Regions from separate parts of the Mus musculus genome. Here all the other regions are linked to region 1. Evidence: chromatin contacts called from public Hi-C data. All regions are on one chromosome and are shown on one strand. The core of a region is the stretch at or near the end of the contact, and the rest is flanking DNA. Distances in the headings are between cores, read along the strand shown.

What was found. A called contact is a pair of places that touch in the nucleus more often than the background predicts.
Region 2: a Hi-C map of bone marrow-derived macrophages shows a contact between it and region 1, with 24 read pairs. The contact joins two enhancer-like sites. A contact is called at or near these places in 1 of 484 Hi-C or Micro-C datasets (bone marrow-derived macrophages), 1 of 115 datasets of contacts at active chromatin or transcription factors (embryonic stem cells) and 2 of 9 other capture datasets (embryonic stem cells and macrophages).
Region 3: a Hi-C map of bone marrow-derived macrophages shows a contact between it and region 1, with 28 read pairs. The contact joins two enhancer-like sites. A contact is called at or near these places in 1 of 15 datasets of contacts at CTCF or cohesin (pro-B cells), 2 of 484 Hi-C or Micro-C datasets (the CH12 cell line and bone marrow-derived macrophages), 1 of 115 datasets of contacts at active chromatin or transcription factors (embryonic stem cells) and 1 of 9 other capture datasets (embryonic stem cells).

The regions. Positions count from the first base shown.
Region 1 is chr7:4,426,212-4,429,152 of GRCm38.p6, reverse strand. It overlaps Rdh13 (retinol dehydrogenase 13 (all-trans and 9-cis)), which reads left to right. Exons shown (of 7, transcript NM_175372.4): 7 at 1,351-2,941. The coding sequence ends at 1,595. Among named protein-coding and RNA genes, the nearest start is that of Rdh13, 18 kb to the left of the region's middle. Within about 2 kb of position 1,687, at least 196 of the 459 cell types and tissues checked have an H3K27ac peak or open chromatin away from gene starts, as enhancers often do. A contact at or near this core is called in bone marrow-derived macrophages, where this site is marked.
Region 2 is chr7:4,272,460-4,275,345 of GRCm38.p6, reverse strand. It overlaps the pseudogene Gm15931. Among named protein-coding and RNA genes, the nearest start is that of Lilra5, 36 kb to the right of the region's middle. Within about 2 kb of position 1,270, at least 50 of the 459 cell types and tissues checked have an H3K27ac peak or open chromatin away from gene starts, as enhancers often do. A contact at or near this core is called in bone marrow-derived macrophages, where this site is marked.
Region 3 is chr7:4,214,345-4,217,403 of GRCm38.p6, reverse strand. No RefSeq gene overlaps it. Among named protein-coding and RNA genes, the nearest start is that of Lilra5, 22 kb to the left of the region's middle. Within about 2 kb of position 1,738, at least 5 of the 459 cell types and tissues checked have an H3K27ac peak or open chromatin away from gene starts, as enhancers often do. A contact at or near this core is called in bone marrow-derived macrophages, where this site is marked.

The DNA of each region.
Region 1 (2,941 bases), core at 438-2,937:
GGCCCACAGAATCAACTAAGTAGGGCTCATTCACAGAGACTGAAGCAGCTATCACCAAGCCTGCACAGGTCTGTGCTAGGTCCTCTGTGTATGCTATGGTTGTGCAGCTCATGTGGAATTGTGCCTAGTCTTAGTGTGTCTTGTTATGCTGTGTTCGGTTGATATTCCTGGGAGGCCCGCTCTTTCCTGAAGGGAAATAGAGGAGGAGTGGATCTGAGGGAGAGGGAAAGCAGGAAGGCAAACTGGGAGAGTGAAGGGAGGAGAGGCTGCGGTTGGGATCAACGGTGTGAGAGAAGAAGTACAAGAATGTAGTCTGAGTCAACAGAGCACTGTGGCAGGCATTCATAATGCCCGAGTCACTTAGTGGGCATGTATTAAGAATTTTAGCGTGAGAAGACCACAGAATCGAGGGCTGGAGATGTCGCTCAGTTGGCGAACTGCTTGGCTATCTTTCTGGAGCCCTGGGGTTGATCTCCAGCACCACATAAAATCAAACACTGGGATTTGCCTCCCAGCACTCTGCACATAGAGGCAGAGGGAAGGAATTTAAGTTCATCTTTGGCTGTATAGGGAGTTGAGGTCAGGGCCAACCTGGACTACACATGCCCTGCCTGAGACACATGCCCTGCCTGAGACACATGCCCTGCCTGAGACACATGCCCTGCCTGAGACACATGCCCTGCCTGAGACACATGCCCCTGCCTGAGACACATGCCCTGCCTGAGACACATGCCCTGCCTGAGACACATGCCCTGCCTGAGACACATGCCCTGCCTGAGACACATGCCCTGCCTGAGACACATGCCCTGCCTGAGACACATGCCCTGCCTGAGACACATGCCCTGCCTGAGACACATGCTCTGCCTGAGACACATGCCCTGCCTGAGACACATGCTCTGCCTGAGACACATGCCCTGCCTGAGACACATGCCCTGCCTGAGACACATGCCCTGCCTGAGACACATGCCCTGCCTGAGACACATGCCCTGCCTGAGACACATGCCCTGCCTGAGACACATGCTCTGCCTGAGACACATGCCCTGCCTGAGAGGAAAAGATTATTTCTAGGAACAATACATAGAATAGAGGAAAATGTGCTTTCATTTTTCTGGGAACACTCAGGGAGGCTTCCTATAGGAGGCCGCTTTTGGATTCATCTCTCCTTTTGGAGGAATTTGTGGGGTGTTGCCTGGGACGGGCCATTTAGGTAGAGAGAACTGCAGACACAAAGGCCTGGAGGTAGGTTCCCTGGGACTTCAGGGCAGCTTCCAGCCTCCAAGGCTGGGTTTTGGGTTCCCTGAGGGTGGAGCAGGGGATTTTTATTTTTGACTGTTCTGTGGTTGATTGTAGGGCCCTTCTTCTGGCTGCTGTTCAAGAGTCCCCAGCTGGCGGCCCAGCCCAGCACATATCTGGCCGTGGCAGAAGAACTGGAGAATGTTTCGGGGAAGTACTTTGATGGACTCAGAGAGAAGGCTCCATCTCCTGAGGCTGAAGATGAGGAAGTAGCCCGCAGACTTTGGACGGAAAGTGCCCGTTTGGTGGGCTTGGCCATGGCTCATGGATCCCCTGGGAGAGGACATGCCATTCCCAGATAACCTTCAGAGACCCAGATGGAGCTGTGTTACCAAGACTGCTGCTGGCCATGCTCTCATCATCCTCTAGGGGCAGTATTGGTACTATTAGAATCTCAAGACTGTGGATGTTGGCTGCCATGTCCTCATCATCCTTTAGGGACAGTGTTGCACTGTTAGAACTCAAGTCTGTGGATGCTGGCTGCTATGCCCTCATCATCCTCTAGGTGGCAATGTTAGTTCTAGCATTTATCGTTAGCTGGCTACATTGAGTTGGACCACAGGTAGGCACTGGCTCAGGGGATGGCAGGTCCATGTACTCTGTTGGTTACTGGGGAGATGGTCCATCAGGTGCCTCCTTTAGGAATCTAAAAGGGGAGGCTGATAGGGGAGACAGTCACTCTGGTTATGGGCAGTGTCCAAAGACAGTGGACACCAAAGCTGCTGTGGTGGACTGATTGGTCTACTGTTAAAGAGCAGGCATAGCTATAGATTTTTGTGGGCCCTTATATACTCCTGCCTCCTCTCTGACTTGGCTGTTGTTCTAGTTTGCTTTCTGTTGCTGTGATAAACACCATGACCAAAATCAACCTGGGGAGAAAAAGGGCTTATTTAACTCACAGGTTATAGTTTATCATGGAAGAGGCAAGCCAGGGCAGGAACTCAGGACAGTAACTTGAAGCAGATACCAATGGAGGTGTGCTCACAGGCATATGTCAGGTACCTTGCTTTTATTTTTATTATTATTATTATTATCTTTTTTTTTTTTTTTTTTTTTTTTACAGAGAGGGTCTCACTTTGTAACCCTGGCCTTCCTGGAACTTGCTATGTAGACTAGGCTGGCCTTGAACTCACAGAGATCTGCCATGCCTGGAATTAAAGGCATGTATTACTATGCCTGTCCCAGGTACCTGTGCAGGCCTACCTGTCCAAGGATGGCACCATCCACAGTGGGCGTCTACCTCCTACATCAGCTAGCAATCAAGAAAATGCTCCACAGACAATCCCTCAGGACAGTCTGGTCTAAGCAGCTCTTCACATGAGGGTCTCTCTCTGTCTTTTACGAATGTCAGGTTGACAACCAAATGAACCAGACAGCTCTTGATTGCAAACTGCAAAGGGTCACTGCTCCCTTAAGGATGGTGTGGGTCTGAAGCTCTCGCCAGACTCAGAAAGGGCAGCCGTGGACACCTTGTGTGCTGGACAGTGGCTGTGATCCAGTGGAAACCCTGGCAGACCCTGTCTTGGTTAGCCCCGAAGTGCTCAGGACAGAGTGGGATGAAAAGCTGCTAGCTGCTGCCACAGAAAACCAGCGTGACCTAGGATCAGGATCTCTCCAATTCCTGTGTAATTTTAACTGTAGACTCTTA
Region 2 (2,886 bases), core at 21-2,520, 150 kb after region 1:
GAGGCTCCTCACCTGAGACCAGGAGCTCCACGGATTCACTTGGAGGTGACCACACATATGGTCTTTTCCTGTCATAACCGTAGCATCTGCATATCCATCTCTGGTTGGGGGTCACAGGGCCCACAGAGAACAGGGCGTGGTACTTCCTTGTAGAGTAGTTATACTGTGAGTCTTGTGTCCATGAGAGCTTCTGTGGTCCTTCTACAGTCAGAATGAACTTGTGATCGTTGTGCCAGGACTCACACTGGAGGGTGACATACCCTCCTGAAGTTACCACAGGGCTGGCCTGGGCTGAAAGGCTGGGTGTCCAGTAGTGTCCTGGAGAGAAGGAGGAGTCAGTTAAATATCCCCAAGCCTCATTGTTCTCCTTGGCTCTGAGGTTCCCACAGTGAGGGTGGGCATTCCTGTTAACAGAGCCAAGTCTGGACAGTTATAACCTGAGGCCTAGGATCCTGTGTGTCTCTCACCTGTCACCACCAGCTCCAGGAGGTCACTGTAGCCTGATGATTCATCCTGGGTGCTGTAGGAACATCGATATTGACCTGCATTTCTTAGGTGTACATTTGAGAATGAGAATTCGGCCTTGTTTGCTTGCTTCTGTTTGTTCTTTGTTACAGTTTTATATAGCTTTCCATCTTTATAGAGGCGGTACTCATTGGCTCCAATTGTCTCCTCACAGAAGAAGGTCACATTAGTCCTCCTGGAGACCACAGAGTCTGGCTGTACCCTGAGGATAGGCTTAGGGAGGGACCCTGCAAGTAACAGAGCAACTAGGACTCAGGACAAACACACTCAGATTGCAGTCCTTAACCCCATGACATTTCCACCACCCACAGGACTGACACACAGGAGGTGTTTTCCACCGTCACAGCCCAGGCATGGCTCCTGGATCTGAAGAAAAGAGCATTTCAGGTCAGCTGCAGACACACTCACCTGTCAGCACTGGGATCCAGAGGCTCAGAGTCAGTCCTGGAAGAGAGTTCTTTGTAAGAGATTTGTCCCTAAGGCTGAGCAAGTCTGCAGAAACATCTGAGACCCTGAGGTTTCCTTTTGGGTGCGTGCTGGTCTACAGGCCATGATCATTTCCAGACCTCAGTATCCCCTCCCCCTCTTCACATCTCACCAAGACAGAGCAGGGCTGTGAAGGTGCAGGACATGGCATCTCCCCTCAGTGGCTGCAACTGTGCTCGAGGGCAGAGCTACAGAGCCTTTCTGAGGGATTGGGTACAGGGTGTGGCACTGGAGGCAGAGCAGTCCCCATGACATGGTCATATATCAGCAGCCCCACAAAAAGAGGAACTGCCCACTAAGCACCATGCTCTGACTTCCTCAATGGTGTGACTAGGTCAGGCAGTAGACCCTCTGCCATTAGGTCTTACACAGATGGCGTTTCCTCATACCACCAGTGTCTGCCTCACCTGTGCACATTACTGTCATGGCCATATTGTAGCAAACATGTGTGAACATTTCACACAACAGTACATATTTAAGTGTGGCTTTCTTTGTTCCCCTTTGTTTTATGTGAAATATTTCTTTCTTTTCAACATTTTTGATGTTTCTGAGAAGGATCTTCCTGTATATCTGCCTGGACTGTGATTTACAGCTTTTTCTTCTTAGTCTCAAGTGAGGCATTAAGACTGGGCATTACAATTTGTTTTTTGTTTTTTTTTTTATGTTTGTGTTTTCCCTTCCAATTTTAAGGGTACATATTTCTATTCATTTTTTAGTGTTTGTTTTTGTGCCTCTATGTTTATTTGTATATACACATGCATGTGTGTCAAAGCACATGTATGGAGGTCAGAATACAACTTCAGCAATCAGTTTTCCTTGTCCAATGTGGATCCTGTCAACAGAGTCAGGTCTTATTTTGGCAGCAGACACTTATGTACTGAGCCATATCAGTGTCTCATCACTTACCATCATCATTTTCCTAAGTCCTTTTGCTTAGTTAACAAATTATATTGTCATGGGGTTACTGGTCCACACAGGTGCAGGTTTATTTGAGTTTCTTGGGATACAGGTTGTAGGTGTACGAATATGACCAGAATTCTTTTTTTTTTAATTAATCATTCCATTTGTTTATATCTCAAATGATATCCCACTTCCTGGTACTCCTTCCACCAACCCCCCATCCTACATATGGCCTCCCCATTCTTTTGGCCTGTATGAGAGTGCCCCCTCAACCCTCCACACTCTCGCCCACTGCTCAAACATCCCTCTACTCTGGGGCATCAAAGCAGTCTTCCCTCCCATTGCTGTGAGAGAGTCCATTCTCTGCTACATGTGTATCTGGAGCCATGGATTCCTCCAGGTACACTCCTTAGTTGGTGGTCTAGACTCTGGGAGAACTGGGTGGTCATGCCAGCCTATGAATTTGAGGCTCTTCCACACATTTTCTTATATTAGATTCAGCATATCTGGTTTTAGGTGGAGGTCCTTGATCCACTTGGACTTGAGCTTTGTACAAGGAGATAAAAATGGATAGATCTGCATTCTTCTACATGCAGACTGTGAGGTGAACCAAAATCATTTGTTGAAAAATGCTGTCTTTTTTCCCCTGGATGGTTTTAGCTCCCTTGTCAAAGATCAAGTAACCATAGCTGTGTGGGTTCATTTCTGGGTCTTCAATTTTACCTCATTGATGTACCTGTCTGTATCTGTACCAATTCCATGCAGGTTTTATCACTATTGCTCTATAGTATAGATTGAGGTCAGGGATGGTGATTTCCAAAGAAATTCTTTTATTGTTAAGAGTCGTTTTCGCTATCCTGGGTTTTTTTTTTTATTCCAAATGAATTTGAGAATTGCCCTTTCTAACTCTATGAAGAATCGAATTGGAATTTTGATGGGGACTCCATTGAATCTGTAGATTGCTTTTGGTAAGAT
Region 3 (3,059 bases), core at 489-2,988, 210 kb after region 1:
ATATAATATTATCTATGTAAAATGGGTAAACTCATAGTGAGTAACTAACAGGATTTAATAAAATCAGAGTTATTTCTTTGAAAAAAAAGTATGATTTGGGACTTACAAGAAAAGCTCTATAGGGGGCTAGAAACATAGGCCTTTGTTTAAGAGCACTGGCTGCTCTTCCAGAGAACCTGAGCTCCATTCCCAGCACAGGTTCACAACTGCCTGTAACTCCAGCTCCAGTGGTAACCAACACTGCTGGCCTTCAAGGGCACCTGCACTTATGTGCACATAAATGCACACACAGGTACATATCAAAAATAAATTTAAAGAAAGTAAACAGAAAAATCTCTACATATTTAATATCAATAACTTGATAAGATTAGATATATACATTTCTTATGAAGTTACCAATATAACCTATACCATATACATATTTGTCACCTCTAAGTTTCCTCCTACTGCCTTCACTTTCTGTTGCTACTGATTTTGTAAAAACATAATGTTGCTATCTACTTCCTTGCAAAATAGTCTTTCAAATGCTGTCTCATTTAGTTGTACATGCTGGGTTTGAGCTCATGGCCTCAAGATCCTCATTGACTTCAGTGTCTTGAGCAACCTGATACTAAGAATGTACCACCAAGCCTTAGTGCAGTTGTCTAACACTTTTGTTAGCCATACAATATGTTTCATATATCTCCAGAATGTATTCAATTAATAGAAAGGGAACTTTTCACATCGTGTTAGCCACTGAATGAGTCTGGCACTATTGCAAGAAAGCCTCTGTATTAAAACACCTTCTGTATTAAAAGTGTCCCATCCTTAATTCAGCTAAAATCATCCAGAATGCTAAGCATGTCCAAAGACTTCCCTGTCAGTCTTCTATAACATAACCTGAGAATGTCCAGTGTTCCTGTCTGCTATACTTATGATGCAAACTGAGCGTTCTTGAAAGCATTCCTCTTCATGACAGAGACCACCTTAATGGTCTCTGATTTTGGACACTGAGCATGCCCACATGTAAGCTCTCTTTCATTATTGTTATGCTGTAAGCTGAATGTGCCCAAAAGAGCTTGTACATTTAAGTTATATGTTCCATTCCACAATCTTGCTGGAATGTCCCAAATATATCTACAATCTTCCTTTCTTGTGCTCTGACTGTACATCAAGAAGATGTACATACCTAAACCTCTTTCTGACATAAGTATATATGGGTTCCCTGGAATCCTCATGCCTCCTTTCTTCAAGCCTTCTGCTCTCCTTATCTGCTTTATTATAACCTAATAACCGCATGTTCAGTCATTCATTTCCTGGTTGTGTTTAGTTTGGGATTTTTGACCTGCTAAATGTGGTTCAGTTACAAATTAATGAGTCAGACCAGTCAGATCTGTTTAAAGGCTTGTGGGTTTTTGCTATTAACTACCAACATGATAAGGCATGAAGAAAGGCACCTGCCTATCACTGGCCTCGTGCACTGCTGCAAATGGGTCTTGGGTTGGTATACATTCCATATTTATCCATTAATAAGTACATGTGTTGACATATATTTAGGCTGTTACTAATCCTTGGTGATTGTGGCTATTAATTTCAAGAACATGAGCTGCCTGAGACCTTGACACTGACACGTTCACATGTGATCCTAGATACAGAATGTTTAGATCTATTTTAAGTTTATTTGCTTCACTAATGTGGTTACTATACAAGAGAACAGGTTTCAATACAACAGTTTTGTATATTTATGTCACTGCACATTGCTCATACTTCCTGCTCCACTCAGTTATCCTCCAGTGCATGAGTCCCCTTTCTCCACCCACTTATAATCACTATGCTCTCATGTCCTTCTCCGGATGTGACAGGCAGTGAAACAGCAGAATCCCAAGAGTCACCAGAACCAAAGCAGCCACACTGATCTGAATGATAGTCTCCACTCTGTAATCCTGGAAATGTGAGTCTGGGAACTGGACAAAGAAACAACAGAGGTCAGAGCCAACCTGAGTGTTCACACAGGGCACATGCCTCCCATGGACTAAACTGTACCCTCTGTACGTATCTACCTCATATCTAAGGATTCTCCTTGGTCAAATGTTTTTTGTCTGACTTATCCTGTGATTGGGTGAGCTGTTCTTAGGAAATAAATAAGAAGGGGAGGTTGTTCATTGTGACGAGGTGCAAACTGTCCCCCTGGGGTATACACACATTCTTATATCTTATTTTTGTTAATTAAGGTGTACTCTTAGTGAGTACTTTCCCTGATACAGCCAGTTTCTTTCTGATAATTCAGCCCTACTATCCTTTGCCAGCTTAGAATTAATGAGAAGTTGCTACGAACGCTCCAGTGAAGTCTGCTTGGCAGGCCGAGAGGCCTGGAAGCACTTATGAGGCAAAGTTTCAAGGAAACTCACCCTCCTGGAACCAGGCATTCTCATAACCCATATACTCATACCCTATCCCCACGCTAGTCTGGTGTATGGATCCACGCTCTCTTTTAGTATTATTTTATTATAAGGGCCTTTATTCCTCAGAAAATTGGACATAGTACTACTGGAGGATCCAGCAATACCTCTCCTGGGCATATATCCAGAAGATGTCCCAACCGGTAAGAAGGACACATGCTCCACTATGTTCATAGCAGCCTTATTTATAATAGCCAGAAGCTGGAAAGAACCCAGATGCCCCTCAACAGAGGAATGGATACAGAAAATGTGGTACATTTACACAATGGAGTACTACTCAGCTATTAAAAACAATGAATTTATGAAATTCCTAGGCAAATGGATGGACCTGGAGGGCATCATCCTGAGTGAGGTAACCCAATCACAAAGGAACTCACACAATATGTACTCACTGATAAGTGGATATTAGCCCAGAAACTTAGGATACCCAAGATATAAGATACAATTTGCTAAACGCATGAAACTCAAGAACGAAGACCAAAGTGTAGACACTGTGACCCTTCTTAGAATTAGGAACAAAACACCCATGGAAGGAGTTACAGAGACAAAGTTTGGAGCTGTGATGAAAGGATGGACCATCTAGAGACTGCCATATCCAGGGATCCATCCCATAATCAGCTT